Regions from separate parts of the Sus scrofa genome. Here region 2 is linked to region 1. Evidence: chromatin contacts called from public Hi-C data. All regions are on one chromosome and are shown on one strand. Each heading gives the region's core, a stretch centred on a gene start, on an enhancer-like site or on the middle of the called end of the contact. The rest is flanking DNA. Distances are from core to core; before and after follow the strand shown. Region 1 overlaps WDR25 (WD repeat-containing protein 25). Region 2 overlaps WDR25 (WD repeat-containing protein 25).

What was found. A called contact is a pair of places that touch in the nucleus more often than the background predicts.
Region 2: a Hi-C map of embryonic fibroblasts shows a contact between it and region 1, with 2.0 times the contacts expected there. The contact joins two enhancer-like sites. A contact is called at or near these places in 2 of 47 Hi-C or Micro-C datasets (embryonic fibroblasts and mesenchymal stem cells).

Annotation. Positions count from the first base shown.
Region 1 is chr7:121,260,112-121,265,284 of Sscrofa11.1, reverse strand. All of the region lies in intron 2 of WDR25 (WD repeat-containing protein 25), which reads right to left. Among named protein-coding and RNA genes, the nearest start is that of MIR9830, 7.1 kb to the left of the region's middle. Within about 2 kb of position 2,299, at least 12 of the 83 cell types and tissues checked have an H3K27ac peak or open chromatin away from gene starts, as enhancers often do. A contact at or near this core is called in embryonic fibroblasts, where this site is marked.
Region 2 is chr7:121,336,412-121,341,584 of Sscrofa11.1, reverse strand. WDR25 (WD repeat-containing protein 25) reads right to left here. Exons shown (of 7, transcript XM_021099728.1): 4 at 4,675-4,805. Among named protein-coding and RNA genes, the nearest start is that of MIR9830, 69 kb to the right of the region's middle. Within about 2 kb of position 2,149, at least 4 of the 83 cell types and tissues checked have an H3K27ac peak or open chromatin away from gene starts, as enhancers often do. A contact at or near this core is called in embryonic fibroblasts, where this site is marked.

The sequences.
Region 1 (5,173 bases), core at 1,050-3,549:
AGAATCAGGGAGGCGCATTTCAGGGGCTCTGCGGGAAGAGTTGGGGTGACGCCTGTCATCCTCCCATTATCTCAGTTCGCTCCAGTCCGTCTGGACATCACAAGACCACTTGGCTTAAAAGGACCTGGGGATCAGTCGAATCTTCCTGTCTTCTCCCCAACTTGCTCAGGGTCTCAGCTGGTGATCGCAGAGCCACACGTGGACTCCTGGCCCCTGCCAGCCGGCTCGCGGCTCTCTCCACCCCCACGGCTCACCTGGCGTGTCCCTGTCCGCAGTAATAACTGCGCAAAGAAATGAGTCACCCGCCTGCGTGGACCGTGCTTGTAGAAGCAGAGGGTTGTTTTTTTAGGGGAAAGTAATAACAAAGGAAAGGGGGGGAGTGTCTTACATAAAGGTTGTCCTTCCCGACGTGATGGATGGAAAGCTTCTGGGCTTGAGATGGATGGTGTGTGATTATAGCGAGGTAATAACGGCTGTCACATGTCAGAAGCGCAGATGTCACTACCTTTTGACAGAGGGCACTTGGGAAGAAGAAGTTAGAAATAGAAAGCTTTCCGGTTACTTTCTGAGGGTGGGATAATAATTCACCTGAACTGCAAGATCTGTTCCAGGCGGCGGATGTGCCGTAAAGGCAGGTCCCGCGCCCCGGGCTGTCCCAGGCCGCGTGGAAGCGACGGCGGCGATTGCGGGGCCGCAGCCTCGCGCCCGGGAGCACAGTCCCTCCCCGCACGTACTACTCCGTCACCAGCCCTCCTTGTGCCACTCCGAGCCCAGGGTGGGGCACCAGGGAGTTGGAGCTGGAGCCCACAACTCCAGGTTGGCGCTCAGAGGGCAGAGCGCGGCTGGGGAAGGAGAGAGGCCAGGCAGCGAGTGCGGGCGCCCCATCAAGCCTCTGCCTTGGAGTCTCCAGTTCTTTCCAGCTCCTCTGTGGGAACATGCTTTTCTTTTAGAATCAGAGACAAAGTGAACAGCCAAAGCAAGGAAAAGGTTAAATAGACCAAAAAAAAAAAAAAAAAAATTTAGTGGACCCCAAGAACCTACTGATGCAAAGCTATGAGGACGACGAAATGGTGACTCCAGCAGGGCATCAGGGGAGGCCATCCAGAGGGCATCTCAGGCAGCCCGGGGCGGGGGCGGGGGGAGGGGCGCAAGGACCTGCCTCACGAGGAACTCAGGATGCAGGACATAGGCTCGGCATCACCTCTGCCAGGGCGACGAAGGGACAGAGCAGCCCAAGACACTGGGGCGGGGAGAGGGGTCTGGCCCCCGTGTGACACTCGGGACTCGTGCAGGAGGGGCCGAGACCCCCGGAAGCAAGCCCAGAAAGCGATAAGCAAGGAAATGCTTAATTAGGCGGTGCGAGGGGGGATCCACGGGGCCTGGGCCACCAAGGAGGCCGTGCGGATGCTGGGGGACCAGGGGCTGCAGCGGGGTGGGCGTGGGGGGGCCGCCCCAGGAACGGGAGCAGCCGCCGACGCGCCCCGGAGGCCCAGAGGAAATATTATTGCGAGACAAAAACTGAATTATGAAATCCGCAAGCAATAATTAGTTTAAATTACTACTTCTACTTGAATAATTAAACACGCTTATTTTCACTCACTGATGTTTTATTCATTACCATACATCTTTCCTGAAAGTTGTTTTTAACGGGAATATTCTTTTATTTGCAAAGATCCCACAGAGATTTACTATGCTAATTTCAAACCTTTCTTCTAAAATAAAAACAACAATAACAAAAACACTCCAGATTATCACCCATTAGTGACTGCTGTGTGGGGTCCATTATCAACTTAAGTCACAGCAACCGCCTAGAAATACTGTGCGTAGTTGTAAAGTTATTCACACACCAAAGCTTCCTTCCTTTAGAATTCGCTACTGAAAGGACGATATTTAAATAAGCCCGAAATGAGTATGAAAATAAAAAGGCCCGAGTGCAGAAAGTCCATTTAGACACAGATGGGAAGCACCGTTCGCTATTCTCACACCCTCTATTAATGAAAATGTTTTTGCATTTCCACAAATAATGTTTGGATTTTGTAAGTCTTATTTTCACACCCTGGAGCCAAGATACCCATAAGCACAGCAATAAAGGCTTAAGGTTTTTATTAAGCAAAGTTACCTTTGGGAATAAGTACTAACTTAAATATAATCCATGAACTCACTCTCCCCTGCTGGGCTATTAGCTGGCGTTGGCTGAATGGCAAAGCTCCAAACCCGAACGAATGCCAACAAGCTGCGCCTAAGTCAGACCCTGAACAAACAGAAAGGAGCAGGGCTGCCTCCACTATAAACCAGCTCCACCAAGGCCCAGCAGCCAACAGCCCTCCCTCCGAGGGGACCGCAAGCCTACTTAACGAGCAGCCGGACTCACCGACTACGATAACAACTACCAAGGAACGGGACTCTCCAGGGAAGCTCCCACACACACGTGCGTGCAAACACACACACACACACACACACACACACACACACACCCCGCCTCCAGCCCTGTTACCCAGGGCAGGAGCACATGTCCTGGAACCGGCAAGTCCTCACTGAACAGTCACTGAGTGAAACTAAATATCAGAAGTTTGTTTTGTTTTGTTTTTTTGTCTTTTTCCCTTTTCTAGGGCCTGTCCCACGGCCTGTGGAGGTTCGCAGGCTAGGGGTCTAATCGGAGCTGTAGCCTCCAGCCTACATCAGAGCCCCAGCCACGCGGGATCGGAGCCGCATCTGCGACCTCCACCACAGCTCACGGCGACGCCAGATCCTCAACCCACTGAGCCAGGCCAGGGATCGAACCTGCAACCTCATGGTTCCCAGTCAGATTTGTTAACCACTGCGCCACGACAGGAGCTCCCTGGAAGATTTTTTTAAAGCCCCAACTAAATCTCTCTTTCTCCCAGCCTCCTTCAAAAGCAACTGGTCATCATGGGGTCTGGGACTGGCTTGGGGACACTATTGCACATGGAGTGGGTGGTCAGTGGAGACCTGCTGTATAGCCCAGGGAGCTCTACTCAATGGCCTGTGATTATCTGTGTGGGAGAAGAATCTGGAAAAGAATGGAGATGGGCTGTACATGCAGTGCATAACTGAATCGCTTTGTTGTACAGCAGAAATGATCAAACACCGTAAATCAACTATATTTCAAACTTTTAAAAATGAAAAAAGGAAGAAAAAAAAAAAGCCATCCGTCATCCACCCAGGAATTCAACAAATGGGTAGACCCCGCCTCCACGGGGAACAAAAGTTACCCTCTGAACCTGGCAGCCCACTGACTCTGCTCTGGTGCTTTCCCTCAGTAATAGAAGTAAACTCAGCTGAGCATTTTCTACACAGGTTGCAGCCAGTCTTCTGGAGCAACAGGAAAGTGTATTAAGGTACCAAATCAACACTGACCACCCACTGGACAGATTTATGAGCCGGGGCACCAACGTGGCCTTCGGAAAATGAAGGGGCTCTGGAGGCCACAGGCCGGGACGCAGCTGATTCTAGAACTCAACATTATCTGCGTCATCATCGTTAGAAGCATCCGGAAAGCGGAGCGGAGCTTCTGCTGGGCTTCTGTTTCCGTGGCAACAGCTTCACTGGCCTGTCACAGACAGGAATGGAAGAAGGAAACTGGGGGGGATGGGAGGAGGAAGAGGGCAGGCAAGGACGGTCGCCGTGGCACCGGGGGGGGGGGGGAGCAGGAAGGGAGAAGCGCGGAAAAGGTGGTGGGAGAAGCGTGGGGTGACGGAGGGTGGAAGCGAGCACACGCCAGATGCAGGAACCCCCCCCCCCCACCTGGGCAGGCAAATGACCTACGGACACGCTTCTCTCTGAAGGCAGAGAATGTTCTAGATCCAAACTCTCACTAATGTCAACATCAGCCCAAAGGTCTGGCCGGGTTAAATCCGAAGGAAAAAAGAGAGAAAAAAGGAAAGGCCCAGGAGACCTGTTATCACTAACCCGCCTCCACTGGGAAGGGGAGCCCCTGGCAGCTGGCAAGGGCACGCGCCAAGCCTCCCTAGCGTGCAGACCCCCCACGGGTCCTGCTCGAGATCCACAAGGAACCGGGGTCTGAAAAGCAAACAGTGTTGGGCCTGAGCCTGGCTGCAGGGCCCTGACCTGGGACACCAACCAGGGACCTGGAAGGGAGGGGCGGGGGTGTCAGCGCAGGGACCTCAGAATAAGTGGGGCCAGACCAGACGCAGCCCGCTTCCTGTCCATCCCCCCCCCCAAAAGATAGTTAACAAATAAAAACAACAAGAGCTCAAATGCAACATGGGATCCCGGACTGGATGCTGCAAACAGAAAAGGACGCTCGTGGAAAAACTGGTGGGATCCGAGTAAAGCCCCCTGTTTAGTTAACACAGTTTCAGGGATGGTGGTATCTCGGCTTTGACAAATGCACCAGGGTCACGTAAGATGCCAGGGAAGCCGGGGGTGGGTATAGAGGAACTCATTGGATTATATTTACAACTCTTCCATAAACCTAAATTTTTTTTTTAAGTTTTAAGAGAAAAACAAAGGCTGCTTAAAAATAAGACTTGTTTTTCGAACACTGATTTATCTTTTTCATATAAAGCCAATGCCCTTGATTGGGTTTAACAATCATAAAGTTTTACTGGAAGCCTGGCCGAAACATTACAGTGAAAGCTGTACTCCCGGAGCAAAAGTGAATTATTAAACTCAAAACGTGTTAGCAGAGTCCCTTCGCTCTGAAGCTGGGCTGTGAGGAGTGACGTGTCGCCGAACACCCAGGAGCAAGGGTTCTGTCCGACAGAAATAGAACAGCTTTCAAGAGCCGGCCTTGACAACCTCTTCACACTCCACACTCCTGACTTCCTGCCTCGCAAGTCTTCTCCAGAGAGTCTCGCCGCCTTTGCTTTATGGGCCCAGCCCACCCGCCTCGTCTAAGAGCCTTGCAGTCTACATGTGCCTCCATGCTTCCGGCCTTTGCACTGTCTATCCCCTCTGCCCGAATGCTCTTCTATCTCTGCTGCTGAACAATTTCTAGCAACCTCTAGGAGCCCATGTGACTCTCACTGAATCTGCCCCGCCACCCCTACCCCCACCAGCTAACCTTTGTGCCCTGTAGCACCTGATCCGAGACCCCCCCACCCTCCGGAGCAGGGATGACACAGCACTCTACACCTGTGCTGCTTTTTCCCAAAGAGGCCGGGAATCTTTCGAGGAAGAGTGAGATGTC
Region 2 (5,173 bases), core at 900-3,399, 76 kb before region 1:
TCCAGACTCCCAACATTCATCATGTGGCTAAGCCTGCGGAACCACAAACGTGTGGGACCGGAAAGCAGCTTCGAAGTTATCGGCTCCAGCTCCTCCTCAGCCCCTGCGAGAGCCTGTCGGCCAGGCGTCCCGCTCCAGAGGTGGGCTTGGCTTCAGCAGCCGAAACCCACCCCTCACCTTCAGAATGCCGACGCATTTCAACACAGCAGTTTCAGTTCTGGGAGCCAAGCTGCAGGAAAGAGGACCCCAAAGGTGGGAAACACCAGCCGTACCAACGTGTCTGAAGGTGGAATGTATACTAAAGCAGACTTGGCTGGCTCGGCGGGAGATGCCAACAGAGAGAAAGGACCCCTGACCGAAGCACAGACAACTGAGAAGACAGTCTCTGAGCACCCATGGTTTCCACAGGGCACCCATGGCAGCGTGAGGCCCTGGGACACCCCCCCCCCACACACGCCTGTCAGCCAGATCTGGAGGCTCGGTCCCCACAAGCCATAGCGGGACAGATGTCACAGCCAGATCCCTCCTAGCAGGGGCCACCCAGACTCTAAATATGTTTGGCTTTGCTGGTCACGTTGTGAGCCCTGGTGCCACTCCTCAAGCCGACCACTGCGGTGTGAAAGCGGCTGCAGACGACGTCACGTGACTGAGCAGAACTGCGGCCGATAAATCTTTATTTACAAAAACAGCCCCGAGCTGCAGTGTGCTGATCCTGGCCTCTTCCCTCCCACCTATTAACGTTAAAAGGCAAATAAAGCTCGAGGAAAAGTCCTAAGTGTCCAACCTAGGGAAAGGGTTTAAAAGCTAAGTCACTTGAAATCGACTCATTCGATCCATATCTATCGAGCGCTGCTGTGCCAGACACGGCTCGAGTCCTGAGGATAGGGCAAGGAGCAAATCGGCCAAGCCTGCTGTATCAAAGAGATGTGCTGAAAACTCTACGAAAACTTGTGATTACAAGGAAAACCCTTACAGTGCTGTGTGAAAAGTAAATCACAAAACTGTGTGAAAACACGACCAGACAGTGTTTTAAAAAATGCACAGGGGGCGAGCAATGGGTTGGGTGTGGTCTTGGGAGCGCTGGGATGCAGGTTTGATCCCCAGCCCGCACAGTGGGTTAAGGTTCTGGTGTTGCTGCAACTGGGGCTTAGAGTGCAACTACAGCTTGGATCTGATCCCAGGAGCTCCATATGCGGTGGGGTGGCGGAAAAAAAGAAAAAGGAAAAAAAGTTTAAAAATGCCCAGGGGACAAGAACAATGAAATAAAGATATTGGAATGTTACTAATGTTTATTTACCTTCAGCTGGCTTGAGTATCCCTTCTATTTCTCTCCATTTTTCTAATTTTTCATATAATCCCATATTACTTTTATAATAATAAGTCCTTCCCATTGTTTTAAAAGAAGAAACCTGGAGTTTCCATTGTGGCTCAGTGGGTTAAGAACCCGGGCAGAATCCATGAGGATGCGGGTTCGATCCCTGGCCTCACTCAGTGGGTTAAAGATCCAGCATTGCCACAAGCTGCAGCATAGACCACAGATGCGGCTGGGATCCCGCGTTGCTGTGGCTATAGCGTAGCCGACAGCTGCAGCTCCAATTTGACCCCTAGTCCGGGAACTTCCACATGCCACGTGTGCGGCTGTAAAAAGAAAAAATAAAAATAAAAACATGAAAGCGGAAACTTGTCTTGATTTTAAGATTTGAAGTCTGTCCCTCCTGCTTCCACCTGCGGTTTCCACGGCTGCCCTGAAGGCAGACAGAAAGAGCCAAGCTGCTCAGCCCTAGACGTCCGCACGCGGGCGGGGGGGGGGGGGGGGGTTCAGCACCTGGGACAGAGCCCCGCGGGAGCCTGGCGGAGCCCGCGGGAGCACAGAGAGCCACCCCGGGTGGGCGCCCGTGCTTTTCCTCCCTGGTCCTCCTGCTGGGTCCAGATGAGGCTCCTGGGCAACACCTGTCAGAGCGGACATAATTGCAGCAGGCAAGAGAGGGGTCCCCCACGTCTGGCTGATGCAAATGGAACGAGTCCTGTGACCCAGCGAGGGAGGACAGGCAGTTGGATTATTGGTGAAACGGAAGTGAAAACAAATACCGCACAGATCCCTTTACCCACATTATTAGCTTGGGAGAGACTGGCAAACATGCCAATACCAGTCACAGCAACATCTGCTCCTAATTGCTTCTCCCCAGCCTTCTCCGAGCGCGTCAGCTGGCGTCTGCCCTAGGAGAAAATCCGGTATTTTTAACAAAGTCTTAAATCAGATGGCGTCCTTGATGAGTAATTTCTTACGTGTTTGGTCTTTGAGGCTAAAAACAGTAAGTGCACCTCTAAGGGATACGGCCGTCAGCAGGGGCCCCGCTTCAAACGGCATGACTAAGAGTTTCCAGGTCCAATGGCACTTTCCAGTGTCTTCGTGTATTATGTGTTTCTGTCCCAAACATGAGTGTTTTTAAAGGTCCACGGGTTCACTTCTTCATGGGTAACTTTCCTTTCTTTTCCAAACATTTTTCTTTAAATTAAAAAAAAAAAAAAAAGACTCTCTTTGTTAAAGAAAAATGTGTGGTTTTTTTTAAAAAAAAGAAAAAAGAAAGGAGTACATCTCTCTGTGCTCTAACTCTCCCACTTGTGAAGTTCTTTAAGCAAGATAGCTATGGATAAAACACCCGGTTCTCTTTAAAGAAACAGACTCTGTTTTCAGGTTCGCCTCCAAATACCAGCAGCTTAATAAGAAAAGTGCCTTTATGCATCGGCCAGTCTGCAGCACCAACTCCAGTTTAATTTTTTTGGCCACATTCACAGCATGCAGAAGTTCCTGGGCCAGGGATCAAAGCCGAGCCACAGCACTGACAGTGCCAGATCCTTAACCACTGTGCCACAAGGGAACTCCAAGATTCTGGCACAGGAAGCCCCATCTCGCCTCCTCCCATCCTGGCCATGCGGAAAGGCCTCTGCTCAGGGCAGACCTGCCAGGGAGCCGCACCTGCCCAGGACGGGGCAGGAGGCGGCCCTGGAGGGGGTGCTTCTAGGAAGAGGCTTTGGCACTGTAGGTGCAGCAGGCGAGAGCCCCTCAGTGTGGGACCACTGACTCCCCTGAATCCCAAGTGGAGGAGGACGCTCTCCGACCTTCTGTACCCTCCTCTTCCAAAGGCAAGATCAGTGCAGGTATTATCATGAACCACCCTGTGGGATTCGAGTGGCTGCGTGCCTCCCTCAGACCAGGGCAGTGCTTCTCAGATCCTGACAACAGCCGTCCTGACGTCACTGAGCCCCCCCCCACCCCCGGAGGCGGTAGGGCCGTAGGTCTTCCTTACAACCCCTCCCAGAGCCCGTTCCCTGCCCTGATCCTGGCACCCCACTCACAACCTCCCTGATTTGCCACGACTGGTCCAAACCAAGACTCATGGCAGTGAAAGCCTTCTGCCCAGCCTGCTCCACGGCCCAGGGCCCACGCTCGCCATTTGAGCCCATCACTGGCCCTGTACCGTCTTGTACCCCACCTCCTGTACCTGCATGCACCGCGAGACGGCCCTCCTCTGCCCTCCACTCAGTCAGCCACGCTTGGTGGGGTGCCTACGGTGTGCCAGGCACTGTTCTAGGAGCTGGAAGTCAGCCACAAACAAAACAAGGACCCCTGGCCCAGAAGAGCTTACACGAGGGGCAGGAGACAGGCAAGTAAAAATGTCAAGTCCACTGTGCGCTAAGTGATGACAGTGCCACGGAGAGGCATGAGGTGGCAAGGGCACAGCCAGGGGTGGCTGGCACCGTGACCGGGGAGGGCCTCCCTGGAGAGGTGGCATGTGAGCAGAACCCTGTTGGAGGGACGAGCCCTGCAGGAGGGACAAGGGACAAGTGCATTCCAGGTCAAAGGAGTGTAGGTGCAAAGGCCCTCAGGCACATGCATGCTGGTGGTTCTAGGAGACTCGAGGGGGCTCATGGGCCCGGCTGAAGGGAGCTCGCTGAGGCTTTGTGGGCCACTGCAGGGCCACAGCTTCCACTGCGGGTGAGCTCCGACCCAAAGCACGACACACGCGGCCCCCGCTCTAACAGACCCCTCCGGGGACTGCGTCCAGAACAAACCGTAGGGGCGGGGGAAACTACTGCACTTATCCCAGCAAGCGACAGTGGCGGCATCAACCAGCGACAACTGGATTTGCTGATGGTTTGGGCGTCGGGGGGCGAGAGGAAGAGCAGAAAGAGAGATGAGTCTGATGGTTGTGGCCTGGACAACCAGACAATGGAGTCGCCATTCCTGAGGCTGGGGAAGGCGGCGGAGACACCTCCACCCTTCTCAGAAGCCTTCCTGGGACTGAATGCTGCCCCCGCCCTGTCCACTCGCAAAGCACTTCTCCACAGTCTTATTTGTGTCCATGTGTTATTCCCTGGAGTAATCCACGGCCAAATCATTTTACAACGTCTGGGGGCATCTGCACACAGTAGGTGCTCGATAACTATTCTCAGTAAAATCCTGTACAGAATTGCACCTATGATGCTTTAATCGTCTAACAACTCAAGAATGTTCTTTCAAAACATCTAAAAATTATGCTTCGCACTGATTAAGTACTAAGAGGTAATTATTCCATCTCAAGGGTCTTAGAGACAGATGCCGACCCGCCCCCAATCATTCAAACTGCCGAGGAAGCTCTCGTGGGAAAGCCAAGGGCAGAAGACGGGTGTTACCTTGCTGGTCCTCAGGTCCCAAGCTTTCATCTCAGAGCTGAAACCTCCACATACAAAGAGGCTGTGGTCTCTTGGGTGAAATTTCAAGGTCGTGATTCTGAAGCCACTCTGACCGCTGAATAGCTGGGTTCCTACAACACAAAAGGAGAAGAGAGGGCTAGAAAATACTCAAGATGGCAAAATAAGTATCTTTTTTTTTTTTTTTTTTTTTTTTTTTTTTTTTTTTTTTTTTCCCTGCAGCCACACCTGCGGCACATGGAAGTTCCCAGGCTAGGGGTCAAGTTGGAGGTACACCTGCCAGCCTACACCACAGCCACAGCAACACTGGATCCTTAACCCTGAGCAAGGCCAGGGATTGAACCCACATCCTCACGGACACTACGTCAAGTTCTTAAGCCATTGAGCCACAATGAGAACTCTGAAAATAAATATCCTAAAACTCAGATGCCATGTGGCATGGAGCCAAGGGAGAGCATAGCCCCGTTGGGCCCAAGGTGGC